Regions from separate parts of the Oryctolagus cuniculus genome. Here region 1 is linked to region 2. A link is a contact called in public Hi-C data. All regions are on one chromosome and are shown on one strand. The core of a region is the stretch at or near the end of the contact, and the rest is flanking DNA. Distances in the headings are between cores, read along the strand shown. Region 1 overlaps CMIP (c-Maf inducing protein). Region 2 holds the start of LOC103348532 (collagen alpha-1(I) chain).

Evidence for each region. Hi-C and Micro-C count contacts between places; a contact is called where the count stands out from the background.
Region 1: a contact with region 2 is called in a Hi-C map of an unstated tissue, with 3 times the contacts expected there. The contact joins the enhancer-like site here to the promoter of LOC103348532 in region 2. A contact is called at or near these places in 2 of 6 Hi-C or Micro-C datasets (psoas muscle and an unstated tissue).

The regions. Positions count from the first base shown.
Region 1 is chr18:63,626,246-63,629,672 of mOryCun1.1, forward strand. The region is part of intron 1 of CMIP (c-Maf inducing protein); the gene reads left to right. Among named protein-coding and RNA genes, the nearest start is that of CMIP, 50 kb to the left of the region's middle. Within about 2 kb of position 1,371, at least 3 of the 8 cell types and tissues checked have an H3K27ac peak or open chromatin away from gene starts, as enhancers often do.
Region 2 is chr18:63,576,002-63,579,266 of mOryCun1.1, forward strand. It overlaps LOC103348532 (collagen alpha-1(I) chain), which reads right to left and starts at 1,755. Exons shown (of 3, transcript XM_070062559.1): 1 at 738-1,755. The coding sequence starts at 1,755. It overlaps CMIP (c-Maf inducing protein), which reads left to right and starts at 1,682. Exons shown (of 21, transcript XM_051847041.2): 1 at 1,682-2,290. The coding sequence starts at 1,991.

The DNA of each region.
Region 1 (3,427 bases), core at 121-2,620, 50 kb after region 2:
CTCATGCTCGCATGTGCTAGTTGAATGAGTCTTGGCAGCCGAGAGGCGAGATGCCAGTGTCGCCCATGGCTGGGCTGGCATGCAATGCCCACCAGCAGGTCTCTGGGGAGACCTCTGATTTCTCAGCGCTCTGTTTCCTCGTCTGCATGTTTGAGGGTGATTCTCCCTCCAGGGCCACTCAAGGGTTAAATGAGATAACGTCTGGGGAGCCCTGCACAGGACTGGTCTGTGGATGGTCCTTGTGTGTATCCACGTCGCTCCTTCAGTCACCCTCTCTCCCTCTTTCCTTCCTTCCTATCAGACTTCCTGTGTGGGGAGCAGTGCCAGGGGCTGGGTGCGGGGTTGAGTCAGACGAGCCTCTTCCCCCAGGCTGCCTGGCCAAGGTTTTCATGCCCTGCACTCACAGTCTCCCTGGGTTGCCCCAGCTCTGCAGGGGTCACTCTGCCTCTGGTCACACCCTGATTCGCTTTGAGTTAGGGCTTCCACTCAGTTCATGTCCACATGCACACACTTTGCCATAACACACCTGTCTGTGTTTGCACAGCCTACACATACACATACGTGTTCACATGCCCAGCTAGCCCACGGGCGAAGGTCTTAGTCCCTGGCACGCACATGGTGGCTGCACAGCACACACAATTGCAAAGACGCAGATGCATGTCACTTGCACTCGTGGCCCAGGCTTCCTGCCCCTGCGTGTGGACGCCCTCCTTTAGTCTCTTACCACAGGCAGGCAGCGGGGCCCTGTTTCCTGGGGGCCAAGCTAAGTGCTTTACAGTCTCTGTAACCCCCTAACAGCACTGGGTAGTTTTTACTAGCCATGTTTTAACAGATGAGGAAGCTGAAGTATAAGGAAGTTGAGTCGCTTGCTCAAGGTCCTGGGCTAGCACAGGGAAGGGCCAGGGTTCCTTCCCGGTGTGGCTCCAGTCCAGGCTCCTGACCTTGACACAGTGCCATTTGCCCATGAAGATGCACGTACTTGTAAACATGTATGGGCATGGCCTGACACACCTCACACAGACACACACAGAATGCTTGATCTCAAGGTCATGGAGGTACACACCTCACATGCATCCCTGGAGAGATGCCTGGCACATGCGCTTGGGAACATACTTATCTCCTGATACACAGGCCCATACTCATATGTGCCCCAGGCCTTGCCTCAACCTCCGGCTCCCTTTCAGAGTTCCTTCTAGATTGTTCTCTGTTTTCTCCTACTCAGGGAGGGAAGTGATTCTGCAGGTTTGGACTTGCCCACCCTGCTCACCAAGACTCACCCTCTCCCCGGCTGGTGACCTCAGCGTGGGAAGCAGCCCTGACCAGGCTGGTCCTCACCTCGCCTCACCTCCATGTCTGCCTGCCCAGTGCCCGCTGGCTCTTTCCTGGGCCAGAGTCTGCACTTGGCTTCCTTCTCATCCAGCATCTTGGCTGGCCCGGGACCCCGGCCCCTACGGATACCCTCCAAGGGTCACTATCCATGGTGGATGGGGCTGGGCACATGGCCTTGTCTCAGGAGCAGAAAGCGATGCCCGTGAGGTGGTGGTGGGAAGCTTGCACCTCCTGCCAGTCGCTTGTGTCCTGGTAGCCCTCTGTGCCCGCCGCCTCCCTTCCAGCCCGCCCAGCCCAGGGCAGCCCGGCAGCCACACTTGCCGCCGCCTGTTGATGTCAGAGTCGAGTCCGGGCCTGCCAGTCCGGTGACTCTTCTATTTTGGCCATGTCGGAAGCATCCAGATTCCTGTGCCCTGGCGGTCCTTGGCTTTACCTGCCTGTTCTCTCTTGCTGAAGCCTTCCCAGCCTCCAGGGAGGCCTGGGTCTTCTGCAGCCCCCCTTCTTCTCTGCTTCTCGCCTGTCCTCCCTGCAGCCCCGACCCCTTGGAGCTGCCCTCAGTGCTGTTTCCCTGAGCACTGTTGGATTTGAGGCCATGGGCTGTGATCTGACTTTTCTCTTGGTGAATTTCGATTCTCATCAGAAGGTCCTTCCTTCCTCCATTCCTCCCTCCCCTCCCTTGGGCCAAGCCCTGAGCGTGAGCTTCTTTGAAGGCCCCACAAAGGAACGGAACAAACGAAGGAAAACTCCAGGGCGTGAGAAATCTGAGGGTTGCGCAGGTGCCCTCTGCCAGTTGGTCAGAAAGTTTTTACCAGAAAATCTGGTGGTTACCCTTTGGAAAACAAGCAGAGGAGACCACTTCCTGCTGCTCCCAGGAGCCTCTGCAGCGCCGAGCTTTCTAAGAGCTACCAAAACCCCGAACCTGCACACAAAGCCCTCCGTTTTCCTGAAGAGCTGGGCATTGGCATCGGTGGAGTCGCACCACTTGGAAGGCCCAGTGGGGCTGAAGATTGCACTTCGTTCTTGTCTCGCAAAGGGATTTCTGAGCTCGAGTAATCTGGCAGGACACGAGAAGGGGAACTTCAGGCTGTGACGCACAGGCTGCCGATGCCCTTCCTGTTTTGGGGCCAGGGCCTCCTGGTTTGCATGTGCCCCGCAGCCCAGGGGACCCGAGCATCCCCTTTGAGTCAGCCGCTCGGGTCCCAGGGGAGCTCTGGCAGTGTCCCTGGCCATGTGTGCACCAGGACTCTCTGCTTCTGTCATGTGACGTGCGTCCTCTTTTTCTGAATGGGGAGAAGGGGCTGCGGCTGGTGACGTCTGCCGGGCCCAGGCTGGGTAGGTATGGATGGCTCCAAGTCTCGGGTCTGAACCTGCTTAAAGGGCAGGCTCCCAAAGTCTCTTGAAGCATTAGCGACCAGAGAGCTCCCTGGCAGGGGCTGCAGGAGGACTTTGTCATTCAGTAAACACACATGCAGCACCTACTGTTTGCTTGGCCCTCTTGTCATCCTTTTAGCCATTAAATGGTATAAGCTCATGTGAGGCAGCTGCTGCCTAGCTCCATTGTACAGGTGAAGAAACTGAGGCCAGAGAGGTTAAGTAACTCCCCCAGATGGCGGGGCTGGACTTCAGGCCTCATCTGGCTCCCACGGAGCTGCACTGCTCTCTTGGTAGGAATGATGGGATACTGCTGGGTGGCTGTTTGTCCCGTTTGGCCTGGGACAGCCCCACTTTGCATCTGTAGTGCTGGGGATCCCACTGCACCGGGGATAGTTTACATGGTCAGCCTGTGGCTGGGCTAGGGACACTCCCAGGGACATGGTGGCTGTGGGTCCACATGAGGGTTGGAGGGTGGTGACATGGCCAGAGAGCACCCAGTCCACCTCTTCTGGGTGTGCTGGATTTATCTGCAGAGTGGCAGTGTCCATTCGTTAACTCATTCACCAGGCCATCCAGGGGCTTCTCGCCCATGTCAGCAACTTGGGCGTTGTGCTGGGGGAGGAGGTGGAGGACGAGAAGGGGAGACCCAGAGAAGACATGGCCAGCAGCTCTGGGAAATGAAGTCACATCCGTCAGATCCAAGACCTGCCCTTCCGAGCAATGC
Region 2 (3,265 bases), core at 505-3,004:
CCCCACCCCGCTTGGCTGGTCCAGGCATCCCTTCTCTCTTCCTGAAGCCCCGGGCACAGTGTGGGTACTGTCTGCTTCCACACGGTCCCAGACCCAGAGCTCCTTGCTCTGTGGTTAAGATGCGGGCTCGGGAGTCGGAGAACCCTCGGCAGAATCCTGCCCGGCTGAGTGAGCCTGGGCAAGTCACCTAGCCTCGCCGGCAGGATGACAACACATGTCACAGGGCGGCAGGCAGGCAGGCAAGGTCCTTAGCATATAGGAAGTCTCCAGCCACTGCGGCTGTTACAGTAATAACCATCACAGCCCCGCTTCTGGTGAGCCACCAGCAGACAGCAGGAGCTCAAAGATCTGAACAAATGACCCAACCCCACCCCTGACGGACGGGGGACTTCTCGACACAACCACCCCCTACACCCACATCTGTATCACCAGGTGGGGCCTCGGCCTCCCTTCCTTCTTCAGTGGTTTTCTCAAGCTCAGAACTTGAAGGAAACACCAGCCAGTCGTGGGGACATACCAGAATTTCTAGTTTTCTAACCAGAGCCTTCCCAGGGGGCACCAGGAACAGCTTGGGCCACTCCCGGGGCGGCCTGCAAGCGCTTTGTCCGCGGTGGAATGAAGGGTGGGATCTGCCTTCCACCCGCTGCCCCGCAGCCCCTTGCCAGGTGGTCTGTTCTGGGGTCATTCGCCACGCCACGCAACACGGCCCGCACACACGCACGTGCTCACACAGGCACCTGCAGGGGGCCCGCCGCGGGGGCGTGCTGGGGTAAGGAAGCTGCCGGGTGGCCCTGGTGGTCGCTCGCTCGCGTCCAGGTTGGCGTCGGCGAACTGTGGTTCATCTCGCAGAGTCCAGTCCTGGGCTGGCGCGGGGTCCGGGGTCCGGGGTCCGGGGCGGGAGGTTGGGGGAGGGGCGGCTGGGAAGCTCTGGGGCGGGGGTGACGCTTTGTTATCAGGGCTCCTCAAGGGGGTTCTGTTTCTAGGGGCAGAAGCAAGTCTGGGAGCCCGCCCCCACCCCCGAAGCCAGGGCCCACGGCCGGGCGCTGCGGGGCACAGTCTGAATTCGAGGACATCGCACTGTCTTCTGGCGCCGCTAGCCCACGCAGGGGCGTCGGGGGTCCCGCGGCGCGGCCCAGCCCCTCCCCAGCTGCCCAGCCCAGGGCCCGGGCCCACAGTCACCACCCGGCCGTCTCCGCAGCCGCCGCGACCCCTCCGGCCCCGGCTCCCGCCTGGGCACCGGCGGGGGCGCGGCTGCCGTGACGTCACGCGCCCCGCCCCCGCGGCCCCCGCCCACTCCCCCACATTCCGGGCGGGGCGGGTCTGGCCGGTCGGGGCGCGCCCGCCCCGGCCCCCTCCCCAGGGGCCGCCCCTGCCGTCGGGCCGCGGCCGCCCCCAGCCCGTCCCCGCCCGGGCCCGCCGACTCCGCCCGCGAGCGGCCGAAGCCGCGGCGGCCGCGCCGTTGCCGCCATTGACGTCAGAGGGGCGGGCACATGACCCCGCGGGGACCAATCGCGCGGGCGCCGCGGCTCCCGCAATCGCCCCGGTAGCGCGGCCCGCGGCCCCCGCCCGCAGACGCCCTCGCCGGACGGACGCGAGGACCCTCGCGCCGTCCCCACGCGCGGCGGCGCGGGGCCCCCCGAGACACGCCCGCGGCCCGCCCGCCGCCCCCGCCCCCGCCCCGCGCCCGCCCTCGGCCCTCCCCCTGCCCGCTCCTCCCCGCGCCGCCCGCCGAGCCCGGTCCAGCGCGGCGAGCATGCACCCGACGAGCTAGGAGGAAGCCGGCAGCCCCGCAGGAAGCGCCGAGCGCCGGCCCAGCCCGCCGGACGCGCCGCCCCCCGCCCCCCCCGCCGCGGGCAGCGCCCCCTCCTCTGCGGGCGCCCCCAGCCCCACACCCCCCCACCTTCCCGGGGGGTGGGGGGGTGCGGGCCGCCGGATCCGGGGGCCCCGCCGCCCCAGAAGCCCAGGACAGCCCCCCAGGCCCGGCGCGGCCATGGATCTGACGAGCAGCTCGGGCGGCGGCGGCGACCCCCGGCAGATCGAGGAGACCAAGCCGCTGCTGGGGGGCGACGTGTCGGCCCCCGAGGGCACGAAGATGGGCGCCGTGCCGTGCCGCCGGGCCCTGCTGCTGTGCAACGGCATGAGGTACAAACTGCTGCAGGAGGGCGACATCCAGGTCTGTGTCATCCGGCACCCGCGGACCTTTCTCAGCAAGATCCTCACCTCGAAATTCCTGAGGCGCTGGGAGCCGCACCACCTAACGCTGGCCGACAACAGCCTGGCGTCCGCCACGGTGAGTCGCCCGCGCCGCGCCGCCCGCGCCGCCCTGAGGGGCCGGGGCGCCCCCCGCGCGGCACCCGGGGCCCCGGGCCTGTGTGGCGGCCGCGGGGGCGCCCCGCTGCCGGCTTCGCGGACTCCGAGGCCCGGCGCGGGGTCCCGGCCCGGGCCGGGTGCCTGGGGACCGCCTGCCCGCGGCGGCCGCGTCCCTGACGGTCGGGACCGTGGGATCGACCCGGGGCCGGGCCCTGAGGGCGGCGGGGGTTCCCTTTCTGGCAGCCGGTGGCGCGTCTGGCTCCGAGCTGCAGGGAAACAACAAAACACAGCCAGTGGGCGAAAGAAAAAAAAAATGGAAACCTCAAAACCCCCAAACCCAGACGATTTCCAGAAGCCAGCTTCTTTCTTTGCCTTGCGCGTCCTTTATTCTTTTCTGCGGCCCTGGCTGGCGGGCGACACCGGGCGCCCCCGGTCCTGAGGTTCTCCCCGGCACGGTGGGAGGGTGGGAGGGTGCAGACGGAGGGCTGAGGGCCGGGGTCCCGGAGCGCCCCCGGCCCGGGGGGGCGGACGCGGGTCCGACCCGTGAGCGCGTGCGTGCGTCGTGTGTTTTGTTGCCGGAGGCTTCATGTTGTTTTTGATTGACTGTATGGCCGGGACTGGGTCAGCTGGCAGAGGTGGAGACCGGAAACCATTGATCTGTTTCTGAAATCAAGTCCGCAAATGGTGGCCTCCTTCCTACGTGGAGAGACAGCTGTGGTGGGGTCGAGGGCGGTGGGGGTGGGGGTGGCGGGCAGGAGCCTGAACGGGATGCTTTGTGTTTTGAAACAAGGACAGTTTCAAATACCAGCTGGGCTGGGGCTGGGGCTTGGCCCTGAGCCTGCCAGTGGGGGTCCCATCCTCTTTGGGGAGGGGGCTGGGTCTTCCTGGGAAGGCTCGCGACACCCCCCACGGTGAACCTGTTTACTAAGCCCAGTGGGAGGGGGCAGAATCCTCC